Linked DNA regions of Sus scrofa: region 2 is linked to region 1. Evidence: chromatin contacts called from public HiChIP or PLAC-seq data. All regions are on one chromosome and are shown on one strand. Each heading gives the region's core, a stretch centred on a gene start, on an enhancer-like site or on the middle of the called end of the contact. The rest is flanking DNA. Distances are from core to core; before and after follow the strand shown.

Region 1 (5,329 bases), core at 761-3,260:
TGTTTTTTGGTTGCACCCACAGCCCAAAGCATGTGAAAGTACCCAGGGATCAAACCTGCACCACAGCAGTGACCTGAGCCACAGTAGTGATAACGCTGGCTCCTTGACAGTTTAGGCCACCGGGGACACTGAAAGATTTTTTTTTTTTTTTTTTTTTTTTGCTTTTTAGGGCTGCTCCCGTGGCATATGGAGGTTCCCAGGCTAGGGGTCCAATTGGGGCTGCAGCTGCTGGCCTACATGACAGCCACAGCAACATCAGATCCCAGCCGTGTCTGTGACCTACACCCCAGCTCCCAGCAGTGCCAGATCCGTAACCCACTGAGTGAAGCCAAGGATCAAACCTGCAACCTCATGGTTCCTAGTCAGGCTTCTTAACTGCTGAGCCACAAGGGGAACTCTGAAAGATCTTTTAAAAAGCTTTGTTGCAGTATAATGGATGTTTACTTTAGCAAACTTGATATGTATATGTTTATATTAGTTACCTTCAGTTGCTGTTCATATGCATTTCAGAGTATCTTTACACAAAACTTGACAAGGATCCCCTTTCTTAATACCCTCAATCCTTTTCAGCCCTTCTCCTTATGCAGTTTCTGACACCAAGGAGATTAAGTAACTTCAGGTATCACTGGCTGGAGCTCCTTTTGTTTTAAAGGGACTGGACTGATAATCAGTTGCAAGCCTGTTTCATATTGTTTTGCAACTTTGGATGCCCTTTCACCTTGTTTCCCTAGAGCAGATACTAATTTTGCTCTCATTGGTTGTGCCTGGAACCAGGACTGGGCTGGTGGGAAAGCAGCTGGAGGGGAAAGCCCGGGCCCAGAGGCCTCCACACGAGGTGCCCTAGCGGCCTGACAAACCCAGACTCTGGGCACAGCTCGGTTTGCCCTCCAGAAGTAAAGCTAAATCCTTTCGAGGTTTCTTCGGTAATTGGAACCATCACCTACCCAAGGCAGGCTCTCCAATGAAAGGACGGTGCCCAGGGTCAGCGGGAGGCAGTGGAGCAGAGCGCAGGAGGCGGCTCAGGGAGGGGAGTTTGGAGGGAGCCCAGAACGGGCCCTTGTCCGCCGTTTCAATAGATCGAGCCCAGGCTGAGCTTACCAAAGTAAACAGCCGAGCAGAGCGCGGGGAGAGAAGGGAGCCGGATGTGGGGAGGCCAGAGACCAGGGCCCGTGGGAGAGGCGACCTGCCGCAGCGCCGCTGCGGAGCCCGCCAAAGTTGGAATCGGAAGCCTGGGGTCCCAGCCCCCAAAATAGAGTCTGAACAATGTGATGTTGGCGAGAGAGAATTTGTGGCAAAAAGGAGACTGTTTTTATCTGATTCGGATGTCCCAGCGAAATGTGGACGATAGGAAGGGTTTCTAATCAGGGCTGGAGGGAAGTTAACGCCAGACTCGGGAGCGGATCGCTGGTGCCCACAGCCCGAGGTCCCTCTCGGACCTGGCAGAGGCTGTGCAGCCCGGGCAGCACGAGTTTAACGCCGGGGTGAAGGCTCAAGGCGCTGGGAACAGAGGGCCGCTGTGCCCTTGAATGGGCGTCCTGCGCGTCCCCTGCGCCCTCCCCGACGGGTCCCGCGCGGCAGCCCCTACCTGGCTCCGGACCTGTGCTCCGGGTACGACTCCACCGCCGAGGAGTACAGGGCGACGAAGATCCCCGAGCAGGCAGCGGTGAGCAGGAGCAGCAGCCAGAAGAGCGGCCCGCGCGGGAGCCCCATGCAGCCCCGGCCCGCGGGCGTCCGGTCGGCCGCTGTCCCGGGCGGAGGGGAGAGACCCGGGTGGCCGGGCCGGACTACCGGAGTCGGCCGGCCCCGCGGCGCCTCTCCGCCCCGCCGCTCCCTCTCTGCCTGCGCGGGGCCGCCGGCCGCCGCCGCCGCACCCTCGGGGGCTGCGCGGCGGGTCTCGGAGGCGAGAGTGCGGCCCCGGCGCTCGGAGCTGCCCGCGCCCCTCTGCCGCTGCCCTCTGCCCGAGGGGCTTGGACGGCGGGCGCTCCCGCCCGCGCCCAGCCCAGGACGCCGCGAGCCGGGGCTGGGCAGGGCGCTTTCCGGTGCCGTCAAGGGCGGGCGGGCGCGCGCGGTCCGGGGGCTGCGGGGCGCGGGGAGACGCCGCCACCTGGCGCGTGGGCTGAGCACTGCGCCCTCCCGGGTCCCAGCCCGCGGCTTCCCGCCGCCCACGAGGCCCTTTGCCGGGGAGGGGGGCGGGGTGGAGGCGCAAACCCCAGCGGCTCAGACCCGGGGTGGAGCTCGAGAGGACGACGGAGGGGGTCTGTCGGGACGGGATGGGTGGGGGCGCTGAGCTGTTTACCCCGCTCTTTTGGGGACTGGCCAGGCTCCCCAGGCGTTGCGTGCCTGTGACCTCAGCATCCCAGAGACACCTGTAAGGTGTAGCAGGGGCTGCGCGGTCGGGAAGGGCCGGGGCGCTCGGCGCTCATGCCTCGAAGCGGGGGCCGCCTGGGGAGTGAGCAGTCTAAGTAAGACACCGTAGTCTCCAGTGGGCAGCGTCCTGGCCTTAGACGTCAGAAGACTGTGAAGTAGCCCAACTATCAGGAACTGCGAGCCGGAGAGGGACCCGCTCTTGGCCACTGGCTTTCTGCGCCCCCCGGTTCTTTACATATCGGGGCCAGTCTGGGTGCAGCCACAGGCGTCCGTCCAGTTGCAGTGCTTCCCGCAAAGCTTCCTGAGGCCTTGCCTCCAGTCGGGAACGGGTCATCCGGGCTCAGTTCTCACAAATTTTGAAACTACAACTTGCTACCCTGCTGATGGACACTGCTTAGAACCGATGGTTCCTGTCTTATCTTTTAATCTTTATGGTTTTCAATCGCCCTTGAACAGCACCTCCTCCCATCTCCTGGTGGCGGATGAAACCTCAGACCTCTCTCCGAGCCCCCAAATCCCTCACCTACCCCTCCCTCTCAGTGAAAGCCTCACAGACCTCATGAAATAAAAGGGATTTACCATTAATGTCACCAGCTTTCCCTCTTCAAACCTACAGACTTGGCCTCCACGCAGCCCAGCCTCCACCTGCCTGGACTCCAGCGGCTGGTTGGGGAGGGCTCTCGTCCTGTGTGGGGTGACCCTCCCCCATCCGTGTTGAGGATTCAGATCCACCTCCAGTGCCTAAAAGGCAATACCGCACTCAGACAGGGCCTCCTGTCCCCCACCTGGGCTTCTCCTTCCTGCCTGCAGTCTCTCCACCCTCCACTGTCTCCCAGCAGATCAGCCCTCCCCCCAAAACTATCTTTCCTATCCAGCCAGGACCCTGGCTACTCTCATTGTAACCCAGATTTTCTTGTGTTCCCGGCTTTCTGCCCAGAAGACACCCCCCCCCCAACCTGGATCCACACTCTGACCCGCCTTGCAGCTTCCCCTGTTGCCACCTCCCCGGTGTCTCATTCCAGGGTAGAAGGGGACATGTCACCACGCCAGCCGATGCCTTGTCCTTGCTTAGCTCCAGCTCTCAACCTGCTCCACAATGATTCCAGAACGTTACCTCTTTCCTCAAGCCTCCTCTTATCCCTGCTGTGCCTCTGAGAGGGGGGCTCCAGCTCTTCATGCCCCTAGCTACAAAGTCATCTTCTGGCCGGAACCGTGTAGGCGCTGAGGTTTACCCTGTGTTCCAGCCAAGGGGTCCTCCTGTGGACACTGGCAGAAGACAAGGGACTCCAGGGTCAGAGACCAAGGACTTGATCACTCCTGGCACAGCGAGCAGCACAGGCTTCACGACTGGGCCGCCGCCTCTGCCCCTCAGACCCTGAGAAGGTGGCAGAGGGACCCAGGAGGGTCCACACAGCGGTTTTGCTGCACACACCATGGGTTTGCAGCACCGCCGAGGAGCCCTAACAAGGAGAACCGGAATCTTTTACAGTGAGCTGCGGGTGAACCTGCCCTTGCCCTAGTGGGAGCCACTGAAGATTATGCTGGAAGTAGGAAAACCCACCCTCTGCTCCAGACGGGGTCACTCTCCATATCTTTCCAGACTGTTTGCTGCATACCATCATTCTTGGAAAGATAGTCTGGGGCAAAAGACAGTGCCTCTGCTCACGGGTGCAAAAACGTGACGACCCCCTGAGGCCTCCCGATGCCTTCAAGCCCACGCACCTTCACCTGCGTCCCTCCAGGCTGGCCTCGAGTGAGAGCCAGCCTCTCGGCTGTGTGTTCCCGCTTCTTGGGGTCTTGCTTCGGCAGCCATCCCCTCCCTCTCCACAGGGCCCTTATCCCCACCGGTGAACATGGCCCCAAGTATCTCATCCTAAAGAGCAAAGCAAAACAAAGCCAAGCAAAAACCTCTTTTGAGTTGACACTTTTCTTAGCTACCCTTTCCTTTCCATCCTTGCTCTTGGTGGGAAGTCCATGCTGTCTCCATTTCTGTCTGAATCTGGTGTCTTTACCTACTTCACCACTGCAACTGTCCCCATTGAGGCCACCAGGGCCCTCATCATCCCCAGTGGAACTACAGAGCAGGCAATTGCCAGTTCTAGTCCTGCTACATCCGCCTCTGAATTTGAATTTGGAAAAAAAACCGTATTCCCCTCAGGGCTACTTTTAAGTCTTTGTTAAATCCAACATCTGGCTACTCCCACAAGGTAATTCCTGCTGCCTTCCTTTTTCCGGTGTAAGAGTTGAGTCATGTTTTCCTGTGCGGACCTGAAACAGACTGCCAGATATTTTTCCAGCAAGACAGTTTTATTTGGGAGTTCCCACTGTAGTGCGTGGGTTAAGGACCTGACTACAGTGGCTTGGGTCACTGCAGAAGCACAAGTTCAATTCTCGACCTGGGAGCTTCCATGTGCTGTAGGTGCGGCCAAAAAAAAAAAAAAAGGTTAAGTAGATCTACTGTCTAGCACAGAGAGCTGTACTCAATACCTTATAACCTATAATGGAAAAGAATCTAAAAAAAGAATTTTATATATTTACTATAAAACTGAATCACTTTGCTGTACATTTGAACATAACACAACATTGTAAATCAACTACACTTCAACAAAAAAATAAATAAAAACGTGGAGTTCCCGTTATGGCTTAGGGGGTTAAGAATCAGTTTAGTATCCATGATGACGCAGGTTCACTCCTTGGCCTCACTCAGTTAAAGAATCTGGCGTTGCTGCAAGCTTCGGTGTAGGTCACAGACAAAACTCGGATCTGGTGTTGCTGTGATTGTGGTGTAGGCCAGCAGCTGTAGCTCCAATTTCACCCCTAGCCTGGGAACTTGCATATGCCATGGGTGCAGCCATAAAAAGACAATAAATGAATAAATAAATAAAATAGTTTTGTAGTTCCTTGGTGGCCTAGCAGTTAAGAATCCAGCATTGTCACTGCCGTGGCTCAGGTTCCACCCCTG
Region 2 (5,329 bases), core at 1,222-3,721, 38 kb before region 1:
GTGTCCACCTCGGCTCGGTTGGGGGGCTGGGGTCACTGGTGAGGAAGGCACGGCTGGCCGGCAGAGCCGGAGTTGTGAGGTCGCAAGAGGAGACGCATGGAGGTGCCCTCCTTCTGGCTCTGGTCCCTAGTTCCTGCGGAGCCCCTCACCCAGAGCTAGGAAAGCCTCGGCCGGGGCTTCGCCCACCCCAAGGCGCCCCACGCCGCTGCCCGCACTCCGACTGGCCGACCGGCCGGGCCCCAATCGCAGCAGGGGAGGTGGCGCCGCAGCTCGGACCCGAGCCGAGCCCGCCTCTGCCCGAGCCGCTGCCGCCGTCCGTCCTCGGGCCCGGCCGAGCCGGGGTGACACCTACCTCACCAGGATGGCCACCCCCACGTCCTCGCAGTTGGCATAGAGCCGGGCCCACGTCGCCTGCACCGCCTTCCTCTCCGCCTCGGACAGCTCCTCGCTCCGCTCCCTGCGCTCAATCTCCATCTCGCCCGGCACTTTCTCCATGAGCAGCTCCAAGCCCAGCCCGGCTTCGCTCGGCGGCGGCGGGGCGCGGGGCGCGGAGCGCGGAGCGCGGGGAGCCGGGGCCGGCTGCGTGCGCGGCGGGCGGGCGGGCGAGTGGCAGAGCGCGCCGGAGGGAGGGAGCGTGTCTGTGCGCGCCGGCTCTGTGTGTGTGTGTGTGTGTGTGTGTGTGTGTGTGTGTGTGTCTGTGTGTGTGTGTCTGTGCAGGGTATATGTGCAGGGGGCGGGGGACCGCGAGCGGGGGGCGGGGATGTGGTCTGCTGGAAAAATGCGAAAAAAAATAAATCCGCTCCAACCCCTCCAGCCCGCGTCCGCGAGCCAGTTCCGGCAAGGTGAAGGCTGGGCGGGGTGGGGGCGACGCGGCGGGCACCCGCCCGCCCTCCTCGCCACCGCGGAGTTGGACCGCCGGGTGGGGCTGGGGCGTGGGCGTGGCGAGGGGGCCGGGGGTCTCGGCAGGAGGGGGCGGTCACGCGGCGCAGGGCCGCGCTGGCCACGCAGGAGTGCGCCGCGGCGGGTGCGGGTCTGGGGGCCCCGGTCCCCGCTCCCCAGACGGGCGGTGTCGGGGCGTGTGCGTGTGAGCACCCTTCCCGCGGCGGGGAACTGACTCGAAGTCAAACACTGCCAGGCATTTGCGGCGTGGCCGCCCGCCCGCCCGCCCGCGACCCGAGCTGAGCTCCCCCTCGCTCCCGGCCTCTCCCGGGCCAGCCGCTGGGGTCCGCGGCGCTCTCGCCCGGGCTCCGGACCCCAGACTCCGGAGGGGTTAGAGGAAGAACCCTAGAGGAAAACACCGCCGCGGGGATGAGGAGGGGGCGGCTGTCAAACTTGATCACCAGAGGCCTGCGCCCCCCCTTTCCTTCCCGCCAGCGCTCCTTCCCCTCGGAGCAGCACGTGGCCTCAGAAAGAAGGCCCCGGGTGGCTTGTAAATGACACAGGCAGGCCCAAAGCAGGGGGCGAGTGGCCCCTAATACCAGCCCAGGCGGAGCAAAGTCCCAGGCACCCCAAACCTGGGTTGGGGGGGAGCGGTGTGAAGAAGTCTCGGGAGGCCCAGGCCGCTGGAGACATCGTAGCCAGCAAGGCCCCGATTAGGGAAGGGTTCTGTGGATGGAATCCCGTGTCCACCACAGAATTGCTCTTCTCCGGGAGGTGGGACCACCATTAGACTAGAGGTGGGGACTGCGTCTCTGAGAGCCACCCAGTCCCCACCCTGCAAGCAGCTGCTCAGTCCCGGTATGGCCGGGTCCCACCTCTGAGTCCCAGTTGAAGCCTGAGGCCCACAGCGGCGGCTGCAAGCGGCTGAAACACGTGACCACGCATGCGGGGTGTGTCCAGTTCTCCCCAAGGCTCCCTGGTGATCCTGCCCTTTCCAGCTCTGTGTCCACTGCTCCAGTAGTGCAAGAGGTGGTGGCTCCTCTTTGGCTCTGCTTTATGTGCCTATTTTAAAAAACCTATTTCAGGAGTTTTCTTGTGGCGCTGTGGGTTAAGGATCTGGTGTGGTCATTGCAGCAGCTTGGGGTGCTGCTGTGGCACAGGTTTGATCCCTGGCCCTCGAACTCCCCTATGCCACAAGCGTGACGAGAAAAAATACCCTATGTCAGAACAGAGAGCCCTGGCACAGCCCCAGCTCGGGCCTCGCTGGAGCCCAGCGTTCAGGTCCTTTACTGGAACCCAGGGCAAGAGGCCTCTTGTGGCTCAGAGCTCAGCTGAGAGAGGGAAAATCCAGTGCCCCCTTCTGGGGTCTTAGAGAGGGATTGAGGAGGGTTGGTGGGCTCAGCTTCTTTCACTAGTCTCAGACCCATGTCCTGGCTTTTTTTTTTTTTTTGCTTTTTTGGACCACACTCTTGGCACATGGAAGTTCCCAGGCTAGGGTACAGTTGCTGGCCTACAGCACAGCCACAGCAATGCAGGATCTGAGCCGTGTCTGTGACCTACACCACCGCTCACGGCAACGCCAGATCCTTAACCCACGAGCAAGGCCAGGGATGGAACCCACAATCTAGTGGTTCCTAGTTGGATTCATTTCCATTGCACCACAATGGGAACTCCGCCACGTCCTGGCTTTTGATCTGTGCTCTGCACGTCACCTGGACCAGGACACTGTGCTGGGTCCCCCCACTCAACTCCTCTGACGGGCTCAGAGCCAGCACCATGGCCTTCCAAACAGCTCCCTGAGAGGTTCCACCCAGAAGTGGACAGGAAGTAGGAGAAATCTTATTTCTGCTTGCTTTTATCTCATCCTTTACAAGTTCTATGGGTGTCGCTGGTAGAGGACTGTGTCTGCACGGTAACAGAGCATATAATTTATAAGTGGATGTGTGTATCTATTACACTTACATTCTGCCCTTTGCTGAAGAGGACGTGTAATCAGAAGTGTGTGGAAAAGATTGTCCTGGGGTCAGGAGTGAACCACTTAGCCAGCCCTTCACTCCCTGGCCTCTCCTGTCTTCCTGGCTTCATCATCTATATTCTCCTCCCCCCCCCATGACGTCATTGCCCCACCAATACTCAACTTCCAGTTGCTGCAACATGCCAGGCGCTTTCATGCCTACAGCCCCGGCAGAGTCTTCTGTCCGCGGGCCCATCCTTCCTTGAGCCCCTGCAAACTCAGAACAACCCGGCTTCTCTCTGAAGCTTCCCCTGATGCTCACGACTCCCAGAGTGCTCTGTAGGCGCCTTAACCGCCTAGATCTCCCAGTTGTGCTCATCGGTTTAACTTGCCAGGGCGTTTGTCTAGACCGCAAGCCCCTTGAGGGCCAAGCCCAGGGCTTAGTCATATCCCCACCCAGAGCAGACTGAGGTCAAGATACCCTGCCGCTGCCCACTGCCGGGGGAAAACCTGGGCCCAGTGAGGTTAATCGGTCTTCACAAGGTCGGGTCTGCTGACCCTGCTAATCAGCTTGAGCCTCCTAATCCATCGCCAGCAGGAACCTCGGGACAAAGGCAGTGGCTCGTGAGAGCTGGCAGGGGCCATCTTGGCCTTCTTCTGCGCCTGGGTCTCAGAGGGGATGGGGCAGCTGAGCCATGTGCACCACCCTCTTCCTGCTCAGCACCTTGGCCATGCTCTGGCGCCGCCGATTCGCCAACCGGGTCCAACCGTGAGAACCTGGCTGGGCCGTGGGCTGGGGCGGGGGAGAAACCGCTGGGCTGGGTTATAGCCGAGCTGCGGACTGCAGGGGTCAGGGGCTGCATGGACTCCCGGGAGGCTGGGAGTACAAGGGGCACCCCCGAGAGTCTCCCCTTCCAAGGAGGGGGCGCTTGGAGCTCTTCAAAGACACGGGGCACAACCTCTGGTCCCACAGCCCAACGTGGCTTAGGCTTAGGTCTCGCAGAGAAGCAGGAGAGGGGGCGGGGGTCCGGGCGCTGCCCACAGCCCTGCCTGCCTCTTTCCCTCCCGCAGAGAGTCCAGTGGAGTAGATGGGGCAGTCTCGGGCAGCGGTTTGGAAACAGACCTCCAACCCTCAGGCAGGTAAGACTCAAGAGTCTGGGGCGGGGGAGGGAGGGTGTTGCTAAGGACACGGCCGCTGTCCCCTGTCCAGGCCTGGGGGGTGTACGTGGGGACGTGCGTGTGTGCGTGCCCCTGGCCCCAGCTACCCGGTTCCCTGCATGCCTAGGGCTTTCTTCAGTTGGGGATGGGAGGCCCCAGCCTCTCTTCGGAACCCAAACTGCTCTGCCTCGCTCGTCCGAGTGCAGGTGGTCCCCGGGGTCCCTTCTCTTGGAAGGCGCAGGGGGAGTGGAGAGAGGGGTGAGGGAGAAGCCGCTTTGCGTGGCTTTGCTGCCTTCCCCTCCCCCTCCCGCTGCCGCTGCCCCCACCCGCTCAGCAGCTCCGCGGCCTGAACCTCCGGCAGGATTCGCTGTCCAGGCCCCAATAGGAGGCCCAGGAGGAGCATGACGTCATCAGCACTGCGTGCCATTGGCTGGGCAGCCCCTGCGGGCAGGACGCTGTCTCCAGTGGCCAGAAAGTTAACTCTTGCCTAGGCTGAAGCCATGTGGCCTTTAGAAGGGGGTGAAGTTTGGGGAACTTCAGGATTTCCTCCCTCTCCGGGTGCCTAGTGTCCTTTGAGGACAGGAGATCCGTGCCCGACACAACACGGGAAAATTGGCAAATATGTACCAAGAACCTACTGTTGGAAATGCTCTTTTGCGCCCGTGGGTGCTCTTCTCTGCTCAGGAAGCTCCTGCGAGGCCCTTGGCCTTTGGACTGCAGGGTCTGGAAGGAGGCTGCTCCCCATAGAGCTCTGGCGGCTGGGACAGGCATGCTCGCTGTGCACCCCACTCTCTGCCAGGCTGTGGGAGGTACCCCACGGAGCCCCTTAGGTACCTGGAGCCTGGCGAGCCGAGAACTGGGGCCTCCCTCTGTCTCTGGCCTGACTTCTCGGTCCCTGGATTCCCCCAGGTTCGGAATGTCCAAAGGCCCCCCCTCGAAGTTTAGGGTAAGTGCAGAAGACAGGGTCATTTCTGTGATGCCTTTCCTGGACACCTAGGCTAGTTGAGAGGGTCCCCGGGGAGCCTGATTGCTGCCACTGGTGAAATGGGCTGACACGTAAAAACAATCGTTTTACACGACTGGGCCTCACGCGTAGGAGGCCCTCAAAGGCTGAAGGGTCCTCCCTGTTGCGTTTGGGGGGAGCTGGAGTGGGGCAGCCTGAGTTTAAATCCTACTTCCCCTCTCATTGAGAGACTGTGGGCAAATGATATAATCTTTTGATGTGTAAACTGGCATTAATCACAGTGGTTACGAGGGTTTGGGGAGATTTAAATGAGATAATGATGATAGAACCCTAGCACAGAGCAACTGTTCCGCAAACACCAGATCTTGCCTTGC

The links. HiChIP or PLAC-seq counts read pairs in DNA pulled down with a chosen protein or histone mark.
Region 2: an H3K27ac HiChIP or PLAC-seq map of skeletal muscle shows a contact between it and region 1. The contact joins the promoter of PRCD here to the promoter of ST6GALNAC2 in region 1. A contact is called at or near these places in 5 of 47 Hi-C or Micro-C datasets (epiblast stem cells, fetal liver, heart right ventricle and 1 more) and 1 of 2 datasets of contacts at active chromatin or transcription factors (skeletal muscle).

What each region holds. Positions count from the first base shown.
Region 1 is chr12:4,935,350-4,940,678 of Sscrofa11.1, reverse strand. It overlaps ST6GALNAC2 (alpha-N-acetylgalactosaminide alpha-2,6-sialyltransferase 2), which reads right to left and starts at 2,010. Exons shown (of 9, transcript XM_003131177.5): 1 at 1,586-2,010. The coding sequence starts at 1,710.
Region 2 is chr12:4,973,836-4,979,164 of Sscrofa11.1, reverse strand. It overlaps PRCD (progressive rod-cone degeneration protein), which reads left to right and starts at 2,471. Exons shown (of 5, transcript XM_013989871.2): 1 at 2,471-3,602; 2 at 3,905-3,973. The coding sequence starts at 3,529. CYGB (cytoglobin) reads right to left here and starts at 1,920. Exons shown (of 4, transcript XM_021066574.1): 1 at 353-1,920. The coding sequence starts at 495.